2 separate regions of the Rattus norvegicus genome follow, and region 2 is linked to region 1. The links are chromatin contacts, called in public Hi-C maps. All regions are on one chromosome and are shown on one strand. Each heading gives the region's core, a stretch centred on a gene start, on an enhancer-like site or on the middle of the called end of the contact. The rest is flanking DNA. Distances are from core to core; before and after follow the strand shown. Region 1 overlaps Plat (plasminogen activator, tissue type). Region 2 holds the start of Polb (DNA polymerase beta).

Region 1 (6,383 bases), core at 2,917-5,416:
TCCTTTGGAGACTAAGGTGCCACACACGGCCTGCCTCTGGAGATTCTCACTCGCTGTTTGCGCTGGCCCATCGTCCTGGTGGGAAGGTTACCTGTCAGAGCAGCTTACAGCCTTCTGCTGGTTATCTGACTCCTTGGTGGGCTCGCCCCCCAAAACAGCAGTGCTCGGTGCAGGCAGATCTTGTGAATGATAGTGGCAGAGTCGAGGTGGAACTCACCTCCCATGGGACCACGCCCATGCTCGGTGACCACCATTACATTAATGTTTGTGAGGCCGGACTGGCCCTATGCCTTGCTTTTTCCTGTCTGAAGGTCCCATCAGAACCCCTGAGTAGGTGTGAACCCACCGAGGACATGCGCGAGTGCACAAATGCTTCCCACTGTCTGTTCCGGTCTCCAGACAGACAGCTCCCAGTCCGTTCTTACAACCTAAAAAGGTGTCTTGAGCCTCTGAATAGAATACCATAGGAGGGCAGGCAGTGTTGGCCACAAGTAGCTCCCCATTACTCCCCAGTTTAAACCCAGCAGCTGAAGGAGCAGAGTATTCTCAATCTGTTTCAATGTGTCCTTTAGTCATTTTACTAAACACATAAGGTGCGGGTGTGTGTTGTTTTTAACTTAGAGCAGCCTGTGCTCTGTATTGTGCCTGGAGGGAGAAGACCGGCTTGCTTCAGTCTGCAGGGCTCTCCCCTGAAGTCCCGTGTCTAAGTGCTTGTGCTTGCTTAGTTTCTATTGTTTGCTAGTGCTCTCATGCTGTGGCCAGGACTTATTTTTGCTGCCCAGTAGAGTTACTCTGTGGTTTCCTTGTGTGGTGAACTGCGCTGTGTACAGTCAGATGTTCCTTACCAGGATCTGGACTAGTGTAGCCCCACACCCTGCTGCAGGGGACACTTCAGGTCACTTTCACAGGCTCTGGGGGATTCCGAGGTTTCTTGGGTCATAGGTACTATTTGCATCGGTCCCCGTGTGTGTTTAGGTTTGTACGTGTGGCTCATTACTCCCGAGAGCACAGGATAGCTTGTTTTTCTAGGCAGAGACAGGGTTGGAGTACGCGCTCCCCAGGCCCAGACACCGTGGATACAGCCAAGCCTCGCCGTCCCCACCTAGTGGCTGTCAGCAGAGGTGGTGCAGGGCCTCTCCATAGCTGCTCGCTCTGTGTGTGGTCCATGTGTGGAAGCAGCATTTCTGTTGAAGTCTTAATAAAGCTTTACCAGTCTTGTGGACTCAGTCTGGCTACTAAGACTACCCTTCACTAAGTAGAAGGCACTCATTTGGGACATGTAAGACCATGTGTAAAGGGCGAGTCTCCAGTTACCTGGGAGATGGGTCATTTGGTGCTATTTGCAAGGTTGGTGGCCGCCAATGTCCAGAGGAACCTAATGATTTTACCAGGTTGTAAAAGGCAATGCCATTAAAGCTCCTGGTGCCCATAGCAGACCTTTTCTGTGCCCCACACGGGCAGGAGGTGGGAACTGCCAGGTCCCAAGTGTCTCTTGTAGAGTTTCCAAGGGAGACAGGCGTCAGGGGTGACTTACTTTTCTGTTGTTGCAACAAAAAAACCTCGACCAAGGCAATTCATCAAAGGTGTTTAATTGAGCTTACAGTTCCACAGGGTTAGAGTCCGTGACGCCAGAGCAAAGGCAAGATAGCAGGCACAGCTGAGAGCACACATCTCCACCCACCAGCGGGAGGCAGAGAGCATAGTGGGTATGGTGTAGGCTTTTGAAACCTCGGGGGCCCATCCCCAGTGACACACCACCTCCAATAAGGCCACACTTTCTAATCCTTTTCAAGCAGTTCCACCAACTGGGGACCAAGAATCCAAACACATATGGGGAGCGAGCCTCATTCCGATCACCAGGAGGCGTCTAATCCTGCCAGTCAACATCAACACTGATACTCCATTTCTAAACCGATTGTTTAGACATCTATAGCGGGCCTTTTTGGACCCGCCAGAGGTTAAATAATGACATAGAGACTTTTTAGTATAGCTTAGGCCTTTACCTTGGGCAATCTCCCGTCTAGCTCATCTAATTTAATCTTCTTATCCTAGCCTATGACCCGCCATGTGGCTATTTACCGCTCTCTCGGTCCGCCCATAAGTCCCGCCTCCCCTTTCCTGCCTAGCTATTGGCTGTCAGATCTTTGCTAAGCCAATCAAAAGGTGAGGGAGGAAGGAAGGGTATTTACAAGGTACAGAGGCAGATAATGATGACATATAAGAATAACAATGCGAAAATCCGGCCAGCCCTCAGCTCTCTGCTGGTGCAGCGATCAGCAGTCGAATATACAGAGACAACCCTCACAGAGTGCACCCCAACAGACTTCCGTTTACTACCTGGAAGCGTGTTGGGCTTCTTAAGAGTTCGGTTTTGGGACTGGAGAGATGGCTCAGCGGTAAGGAGCACTAGCCGTTCTCCCTGTTCTCCCAGAGGATCAGGGTTCAATTCCCAGCATCCACTACGAGGCAGCTCACGCGTGTCCGTAACTCCAGTTCCAGGAACTCTAACTGCTTCACATAGACTTACATGGAGTCAAAACACCAATGAACGTTTTTTAAAAAAAAGTTCTGTTTTTGTTTCTCTTAGACCTGACACACATGTCTCTGTTGGAAGGCAGGTTCTATATACCACAGCCTGTGTGAAGAAGTCAAGCCTGTGTGTGTGTGTGGGGGGGTGTCTCTTCTTCCTTTGTGTGAGTTTGGCTGTAAGCGGCTTTACTCTTGGATCCAGTTTTTTTGGCCCACTTCTCAAACATTTCTCTAGTACAGTGCCCTCCCCTTTCCCTAGCAATTTTGCAAATATTAAATGGAAAATTCCAGGAACAGATAACCTTTCAGGTTGTGTACTATTCTGAGTAGCTTGATGACGTCTATCTCTGACTTTGCCATCTCCCCCTGGCAGGACCCATCTTTCCCTAGACACAGATCACGCCTCGCCCCTCCCTCATCTCCACACTCTCTTGCTCACTGGCCACTAAGGGCCCGCCTGTCTCCACTGTTATCAACGCCCATAGTATCAGTCTCTGTGCTCAGGTAACTGATATTTTATTTAGTAGCCCTGATTCACAAGTAAATGCCATGGGGTTGGATAGACCAAAGAAAGTTCGATCCCCAGCTCCAAAAAAAAAAAAAAAAGAACCAAAAAAAAAAAAAAAAAAAGAAAGATCAAGAAGGTTGAAAGAAAGTGTTTCCTCTCAGTGAGAAATTCAAAGCTCCCAATAAGAACAAAAATCACACGTAAAGGTCTCAGTAAGGAGGAGACTTCTAACTGAAATTGTAAGCACTGGGGGGGGGGGGGCGGACTGCATGCAGTTCTGTTGCAACAACACTGCAGTGCCTTGGCAGCGAATGACAAAGGCATCGGTATCGTTGGGGGAGGGGGGCAGGGAAGAAAACCTATGTTCTGGTTGCTTCTGTTCTCACATGCTGTGCTGAGCCTGAAGGGAGACTTAGCAGGGATTCTCTGGAACAAGAGGCACCCGTTGAATGTAGCGGTTGAAGTCTTCTGCTAACTCACCACCAATGTCTTACTGGATCTCATTGTAACTGTATCTTCTCGTAGGATACAACTTAAAGGAAAAAGATGCTTTCTGTGTCTGTCTTCAGACTCCCACTGGGATCTTGGAACGCATTCCCTCCTGATCAGGGCTGACTGCTGGACCCCTTCCCTTGGTCTGGATGGTTGGGGGTTGGGGCACTGGGAGCAGGAAACCTTATCAACTTATATTTTCTTCTATGCCAGTAGGAGGTGACTAGGTGCCATCAGAACCGGTTATGAATTGTTAGTGGCTTTGAAAACGAACTTCATGAGAAACCCAAGGAGACTTAAACACTAAGGATTGTGTACCCCAGCTTTTCCACGTGGAGTTGAAAGTCTGTAATACTTGGCGATGCCAAGGCCTGGGCTCTGTGGGGGACAGGACCAAGGCTCTGTGCTCCTCTGGTCTTTGACAACCAAAACCAAGCATGCAGTTAACCGGGATCATAGCTGCTCTATGGGTCTGCTACCCTCTTTTATTAATCAACCAGGAATAATGGGGCGGCATTTACTTTCCCTTTGACTCATCCCCTTCTCCTGGTGAATTCCAGTCTCTGCACCCTCCATTTCCTAACCAGCACTGGGCCGGGATGAGCTCCTCCGACCCTTTAATATGATTCATAAGACTCTCGAGTTGGACACTTCCCTGCAAGAATGAGCAATTGTCCCCATCTGTGTATGGTTTCCAGGACTCCCCTCAGGAATGCTGGGGCCTTTTGACTTTGTATTCCTATCCCAGGAGGCTTTTCAGCTTCGGTTTCAGTCTCAATAATCCTAGTGTCGAAAGAAAATCTCTTCCAGTGGGGGAGGGGTGAAGCCAGCTTCGACCAAGCGGGCCTGGGAGCCTTGCTTACTGCTCTCTTAAGCGGTGTTTTCCAGAAATGAGCAGAGATGCATTTCTGTCTAAAACCTTAGATCAGAGCGTGAAGGCAGACTTTTGTGAAGTCAAGAAACCTGTGACTTAGTCTCTGACTCAAATGGATGGAACTGGTCTGGGTACTTCAGAGATTTCGGAAAATCACCTGACACCTCCCCCATCAAGTCCTTGGGCTGCTTCAGTGAATGTCTTTTGTGAGTTTAAACTACTTTTCTCCCAAGAGCCTCTCACAGGGCAGTACCAACAAACCCTAGAGAGATAAGACTCTTCCTAAAAAAATTTAATTAGCTACACCCGAAAGCAAACATTACATCATGAGATAGATTCTTGGAACTAAGCCACGGTGAAGAAAGCTGGAACAGAGGTTGCATCCCGTGACTGGGAAGATAGTGTACAAGGGGCCAGAGAAAGATGAGCCCCAGAGAGTGCACACCACATGGGCCTAAAGTTTGATGCTCCAACCTGTGGCAGCAGGGGAGAAATGGCTTCCGAAAGTTCTCCTCTGACTTGTATACTCCATGTGTGCACACCTGCATACACCCACATCACACACACTAAAGAAAGGGGGCGCTAGAGAGGCAGGCAGAAGCATCATGCTTGTGTGCACTGACCTGGGAGCTAATTGTTTCTGGGGAGTAGAAAACCAAAACAGAATGGGGGTGGGGGGAGGAACCAAGGTAGTAACGTGTCGTCTGAGCCATCATCGGTTGAGCCGTTGCTAGGTCAGTAAGAACTGGCTCAGGGTTTTCTTCCTTTGTGTTGCTGTAGTTACTGTCTAGAGAGTAACACAGCTGTCTGCTCAGTCTGTGGTCATAGTGTGGTTGATTTTCCAGATGTGTCTTCCGTTTATCGCCTCCTGGAGCAAAACAGTCATTATGTCTCTGGAGTCGCTAGCATCTCATCTGCAGTCCTGATCGAGAGTTAACAGACCAGGGATGCAGCTCAGTGGCAGAGACCTTGTCTAGCATATGCAGGGTCCCCAGTTCAACCCTCAGCCCTGTGGTGGCAGGTGGTAGCTTTGTGCCAGCAAGATGGCTTGGTGAGTAAAGATGCTGCCACCAAGTCAGGATAATGTGGGTCAAACCCCCAGGATCCACATGGTGGAAGTGAAAAGACTCGGCCAAATACCTTCTAACTTCCGCCTGTGCACTGGGGCACTCATAACTCCCCCACCCCAATAAATAAAACATAGCAGAAGACATATTTTTAAAACTTCACTTAAGACAAAGTGTGGATCAGTCCCCGATCTCTGCTGTCTCTTTGTTGTTTCAAACAGTGAAATTCAGGGTCTCGGGGACCGGCTGCCCTGGATCCACCCACTAACCCCATCTTACCCATTGCATGAAGACCCTCCTGAGTCCTGCTTTTCCTGCAAACCCCTTCTTTTTTTTTTTTTTTTTTTTTTTTTTTTTGGTTCTTTTTTTCGGAGCTGGGGACTGAACCCAGGGCCTTGCGCTTCCTAGGTAAGCGCTCTACCACTGAGCTAAATCCCCAGCCCCGCAAACCCCTTCTTGATCTCACAACTTTGTTCTAGTGAGGTCTCCTTTGCACTGTGACCATCTCCATCCTACTTTATTTCTGTAAATGCCTCCTGTCCATGCCAAATCTCCCAACCCCATTTCTTCTTCAAATTTATTTATTTTTTTAATGTACATTGGTGTGTTGACTGCATGCATATCTGTGCAAGGGAGTCAGATCCCCTAGAACTGAAGTTACAGACAGCTGTGAGCTGCCATGTGGTTGCTGGGAATTAAACCCAGGTCCTCTGGAAGAGCAGCCAGTGCTCTTTAACCATTGAGCTACCTCTCCAGCCTCAGCCCCAGCCCATTTCTACTAGGCGGCACCCAGCATATTGCCTTGGGGGTACGCAGAATTTCCACATGCTGACTAAATGAAAGGAAGTCTTTCAATTGACTCAAAGAAAAAAAGAAAAGAAATTGAATAGATATGCACCAGTTTAAAAGTGTG
Region 2 (6,190 bases), core at 1,181-3,680, 140 kb after region 1:
GTCATGAGGGGGCTGGAGAGATGGCTCAGTGGTTAAGAGCACTCACTGTTCTTCCAGAGGTCCTGAGTTCAAATCCCAGCAACCACATGGTGGCTCACAACCATCTGTAAAGAGATCCGATGCCCTCTTCTGGTGTGTCTGAAGACAGCTACAGTGTACTCATATACAAAATAAATAAATAAATCTTTAAAAAAAATACTTTGATATACCACCTCACCCCAGGCAGAACAACAGTCATCAAGGAGTCATAACAAATGTTGGAGAGGATGTGGGGAAAGAGGGACCCTTATTCACGGCTAGTGGAGGTGCTAAGTAATAAACCACCATTATGGAAACCAGCTCAGAGGCTCTTCAAAAACATTAAAATAGTACTACTGGATGGCCCAGTATTCACTTCTGGGTGTATACCCAAAGACTTCCACACCTACCCTACAGATATTTGCACACTCTCACACACAGTCTGATTCATTGACTATATCAAGGAAATGGAACAAACCTAGATATTTATTAACAGATGAATGGGTAATGGATAGCTGATGTATATTGGAATATTATTAACCTCTGAAGAAAAATGAAATCACAGACTTTTCCAAAAAATGGGTGGACTTACAATATATAATATTATGTAAGGATACACAATCATGGGGTTGGGGATTTAGCTCAGTGGTAGAGCGCTTGCCTAGCAAGCACAAGGCCCTGGATTCAGTCCCCAGCTCCAAAAAAAAAAAAAAAAAAAAGATACACAATCACAAAAAAGAAAAGCTACATGTTCTACTTCATGTATATTCCAGCCCATAGAGCCTTTGCATATACAAACATACACATGTATTCTAGCCAATAGAGCATTGGTGTATACTAATAGACGCCTATATTCTAGCCCATAGAGCGTTAATGTACACAAATATACATGTAGATAAAGAGTAACATTTAGAAAGGAGAACAAGAAAGAGTGATACAAAGTAACGAGGAAGTAGTACAGGGAAAGGACAGGAAGTGAAGGGAGAGTATAAAACACTAATTGATTTTCCAGCTTTACCAACCACAGTCCACACTGCAATCCTTGGATCTCCACCCTAGTAAACTTGTTCCAGCTGGTGCAGAACTTTCAGTGGCAGCTTTGGGGTGGACCTCGCTGCTTCTACGGGGATCACTCCAATTGTCCCCACACCCCCTTCCTCTTCATTATGTCTCTGTGCGTGGGGACCTATGGGAGGTGTTTTCGAACTGTCTACATAGAACCCATCTCTCCCTGCCAAGGGCTGCCCTATCTCTTTGTTTTGTTTATCTGTGCAGTGTTGTGGTGGAGCTGAGGCCTGATTTCTGCTAAGCAAGTCCCCTTGCAGTGAATCACTCATTCTTGACTTGTTCTTAGGCCACTTTTCCACTACCTGCCATGGACGTGGCAAGACTTATCACTGCTGTATATCCAGTACCGAAAGCAGTGCCCTGTCCTTGCTAATAAAAATGCCTCATTCACCTAAAACAATAACAGTGTACTGCTGGAACTGGAGTTGCACACTTATCCCCAGCACCCAGGAGGCTGAGGCAGGACAATTTCTGTGAGTTTGAGGCCAGCCTGCTCTTCATAATACTAGGACAATTTAGGCTGCATAGATGCCTCATCTCAGAACAAAACAAAAACAGCAATAGAAAATTTAAAAGATAGGACTGGAGTAGAAAAGTAAAAGTGTATGTCCCTAAGTATTAATCATACCTAACTAAGCTGGATGACAAGACTGTCATTGACTTTAACTTTCCTTTCCCCTTCTATACCCTTTTGAGATTCACCCACACTAGTGTGTATCATAATAACAATTTATGCCCAAACGAATTGCTGTGTTTGCAGTTAGTATGGACCCCATGATGTGCACTTATAAATGGCGCAAGTGCTATTTTTCAATTCAAGCAAGTTCTAAGGGTCTCACATATAGAGTTAGTTACGTCAGACATTTTCTTCTTGTGGTCTTCTCATAGCTTTAGCTTCTCCCACAAAAGGCATGGATTCCTAAACAAAGAAAAAAAACAAAGCCAGAACACGTCTTTAGCCGTTGGTTGGCAGTTGGCATATTTCATTCCGTGTTTTACATGGCGTCCAAAAGCACAGAGCAGCTCTTGGATAGCTGAACTGGCACTGGCACTCCTCACATACAATACAAGCCATTCGTTCCGCAGCTATTGCCCACAGCAGCCAACGTCCACCTCCTTCTGCAGCTCGGGCTCTAAATCAGACTGTTCTCAGATTAAGAGAGCAGATATGATCTCTCAGGCTAACCCACTAGGAGGTAACCCTGGCCTCCCCTCCGCTCTGCCCAGGAATTCCCTCCTACAGCCTGGGCACTGCTAGCCCCGCCCAGTAGCCTGGCGCGTGACGTCACCGCGCTGCGCCCTGTCAGGGGCCGCCATTGTTCCACCGGTAAGACACAGGTGTGGGTCCCCGGCACCATGAGCAAACGCAAGGCCCCGCAGGAGACCCTCAACGGCGGCATCACGGACATGCTCGTGGGTGAGTCCCGGGCCGCCCTCCGATCCCTCTCCTCAGCCGGGCCTCGCTTCTCCCCCGATCCCGGGTCGCAGTCGCAGTGCCGGGCAGCGTCTGTCCTGGACGCCGGTGGAGGAACCCGCCCACCCCTCCTTCCCGGGACAGCCGGTCGCGGGTGTGTCCTTGTGTCTCGAGCCCTTTGTTGTCTTTTCAGAACTCGCAAACTTTGAGAAGAACGTGAGCCAGGCGATCCACAAGTACAATGCATACAGGTACGTTGTTGGCTTGCGTTCCAGGACACCCTAGTTTGCTGTCACTTCTCAGGGATGGGGGGACGGGTGCCCAGTGGGTCTTTGGGCGATCCGAAAGTTTTTTTGTTTTTTTTTTAAAAAGCCGAGCGGCACTTTATTTAACCTATACAGGATTTTGGCAGAGCTTTATAGGGTTAATTCAGGAGCGTTTACAGTTCTGAGCGAAAATAGGTGTCTGGTGCATATATTCCCACCATTAATCTCGAATGACTGGAAATACAGTGTGACTTTAAAACAATAAACAACAGGAGATGAGGTCTGAACTGTGAAATAGATGTAGTTCAAGAAATCAACCTTTCCTCCTGGTTGGACCATAACAGATCCTGTTGCCTTCCTGAAAACCCCTGGCCCATCACTACAAACCTCAGAAGGCACCTTCTAGCCATTCTTCCCACAGCTGGCTACTTAACCTATAAACATACTCTCAGCTTCTAAAAGTAAAAGCAAACGATCCCTGCTTCCCCCAAGCTAGTACTTATGTCTTTACAGTTAGAGTTCTCGAATAGTCTGCTCCATGCCTGGATTTCCTTATCTGGAGTCATTATTGTTATTATTACCATTAATTATTATTATTATATTTTATTATTTCTTTTATTTGGGGGATTATAATTACATCATTTCCCCTTTTCCTCCCTCCAAACACTTCCATATATAACCCTCCTTGATCTCTCAAATTCATAACCTTTTTTCATTTATTGTTACATATATTTATATGTATAGACATACATTTTCCTAAATACATAAATGCAATCTGCACCAACTGTATTGTGTTACTCGGACGTGTTCAAGGCTGACCCTTTGGTACTGGATAACCAATTGGTGCGTCTTTCCTGGCAAAGTCTATTTCTCTGCTCTCAGTATTCCTTAGTTTCCTGTAGTTCTTCGTGTAAGGTTGAGGTCTTGACCACTTCGGGGTGCCTGTTATATTCATTCTTGTGAACAACACTGCTCGTGTCTAGGCAGTGATGTTAGTGAGACCGGATGAGTATAGCTTCTGACATTTCTGGCCACAAACACCGTCTCACAGCAATTTCCCTGCTCCTCTGATTCCCATTCCCTCTTCTACAGTGTTCCCTGGGCCTTAGGTTTAGGAGTTAATCTTATAGACGTACCCATTAGGACTTAGCCCCATAACTCTGCATTTTGATTGGTTATGGTTTTCTGTAATGGTCTCTGTTGCAAAAGAGCAGTTTTCTTGATGAGGGGTGAAGGCTACACTTGTCTGTGGGTATAAGGATGAACATTTAGACTATATAGTTAGGGCTTATGCTGCTTTGGGAAAGTGGTGGTTGTAGGCTCTTCTCCAAGACCTGTGACTTCACTAGGCCTGGTACCAGGATGCTGGTATCAGGAATGATGGATTTCCCTGTTGATGAGGGAGTCCTAAGTCCAATTAGAGAGTTGTTGGTTACCACGGAGATATATGTGTCCCTACTGCACCCTTAGTGTTAGCATGCCATGCAGGTCATTGTGGGTCATAGGTGTCATAGCTGTGTAGAGCTGTTGGTTGATTCTGCTCCTTTGAAAGCTTGCCTGGTGCCTGATGCCCTGAAAGCCAGTCCTCAGAGAAGGGACAATTCAGGTCAGTTCCAGCTCAGAGGCCTCGAGCCCTGTGTCTGAAATGCGTGGTTTCTTCAGCAGTTAGGGACTTACCTTCTACTTCTTTGGTGGCTTCTAGGGTGCCACTAAAGGCAGTAGCAGTAGCCTGTATGTTTGGGGACATACATGACATACTAGGACATTCCTGGGTGAAAACTCAAAAGAGGGCTTCTCATGCCTAGCTTTGGATGTTTGCCTGGCTGTTCTTTGGCTTTTAGAAGGGGCATTGTTAGCTCAGAGTTTAAGCTATGGATATGTTTAAGCTGCTGCCACCTAACTGGTGCTGTAACTGTGCCTTCAAAGGCCATTCTATCAGGTCAGCCGCTTCAGAATGGTGGGGAACATGGAGTCCATGAATGTGGGCCCACTGTTGCACTTCTCTGGTATGAAGTGAGTTCCTTGGTCATAGACAATTCGCAGATGGTAGCTTTTGCAGAAGCATTACATGCTGGAAAGGCAAATCCATAACCAGAATAAGAATCCTATCCAGTAAGGACAAAGTGTTGTCCTTTGCACAGAGGAAGCAGCCCAGGGTAGTCAACCTACCATGAGGTCCCTGACAGGTCACACTGGGAAATGGACCACATCTGGGTCCGGTGTTGACCTCTGCTGTTGGCAGATCTGGCACCGAGGAACAGCTGTAGCCAGGGCAGCCTTGGCACATGGCAGTCCCTGTGATCTTCCCCAGATGTCTTTCCACCCGCTTCCAGTCTTGCTCTTTCCAAGTCCCTGAACGTCCATCGATCAGGTTCTAAGTTTTACGCAGGAGGAAACCATCTATCCTTGTAAAGTGTTAATGTGGATATTTGGTGTATGTGTAGTTCAGTTTAAGAGAAAATAAGCATCTGCTGGATTTTCAATTGTTTTTTTCTTCCTTTTTATTTGTTTGTTTATAGAAAAGCAGCATCTGTGATAGCAAAGTACCCACACAAAATCAAGAGTGGAGCAGAAGCTAAGAAATTGGTAAGCATAATGACCAGTAGTGAACCCCGTCTTTGGAGGGGTGGGGGAAAGAAAGAAACTGGGTCACGTCATATTAGTGTGCATACCTGAGGTTTAAACAGGACTGACCAGACGGTTCCGTAGATAAAGGCTTGCTGCCCAGCCTGCTTACCTAACCGGACTTCAGTCCCTGGAACTACATGGCAAAAGGAGAGAGATGACCCTGGCAGTTTGTCCTGTGACTGCCACATGTATGCTGGAGCATACATGTCTGCGAGCACTCACAAATAAATAATAAAGAAGACCAGTAAACACGAAGCTTCACCCATAAAGTTAGATTGAGATAAGACACTACGTGGTGCCTGTTGGATTATCGATAATGACGTGTGGACAGACGCGTTTGCTGCCGAGGGGTACTCATTGGTAGTCTCCTTGAAGATCATTTGGCAGAACATGTGTACGCCATCCCCACCTTTGTGAGAAGATCTCATTGTGTAGCCTTGGGTTTTAGGTTAAAAAGAAATTGTTGTTGTGTGTGTGTGTGTGGTTGTGTGGTTTATGTGCGCCATGTGCACGCAGAAGCCTGGGGAGGCCAGAAGAGCTCATGGGGTTCCCTGGAACTGAAGTTACATATAATTGTGAGCCAGTGTGTGGATGCTGGGAACTGAACCCAGTCTTCTGCTAGACAATAAATGATCTTAACTGTACAGCCATCTCATACGCGTACTTTTTCCTAACACACTCAACCTCTTTTACCAATAAATGCTGCAGTGTTTCTCATGGCTGCATACTAGTTCATTGTAGGAGTTTATTTAACTTATCTGGTGAACCTTAGATTAGTTTTCAGACATTTGACATA

What was found. A called contact is a pair of places that touch in the nucleus more often than the background predicts.
Region 2: a Hi-C map of Schwann cells shows a contact between it and region 1, with 2.7 times the contacts expected there. The contact joins the promoter of Polb here to the enhancer-like site in region 1. A contact is called at or near these places in 2 of 12 Hi-C or Micro-C datasets (the A7r5 cell line and Schwann cells) and 1 of 1 datasets of contacts at active chromatin or transcription factors (oligodendrocytes).

The regions. Positions count from the first base shown.
Region 1 is chr16:75,936,690-75,943,072 of GRCr8, forward strand. Plat (plasminogen activator, tissue type) reads right to left here. Exons shown (of 14, transcript NM_013151.3): 14 at 6,377-6,383. It also overlaps a transcript of Ap3m2 not described here. Among named protein-coding and RNA genes, the nearest start is that of Ap3m2, 19 kb to the left of the region's middle. Within about 2 kb of position 4,167, at least 22 of the 93 cell types and tissues checked have an H3K27ac peak or open chromatin away from gene starts, as enhancers often do. A contact at or near this core is called in the A7r5 cell line and Schwann cells, where this site is marked.
Region 2 is chr16:76,079,473-76,085,662 of GRCr8, forward strand. It overlaps Polb (DNA polymerase beta), which reads left to right and starts at 2,431. Exons shown (of 14, transcript NM_017141.2): 1 at 2,431-2,503; 2 at 2,694-2,751; 3 at 5,286-5,352. The coding sequence starts at 2,443.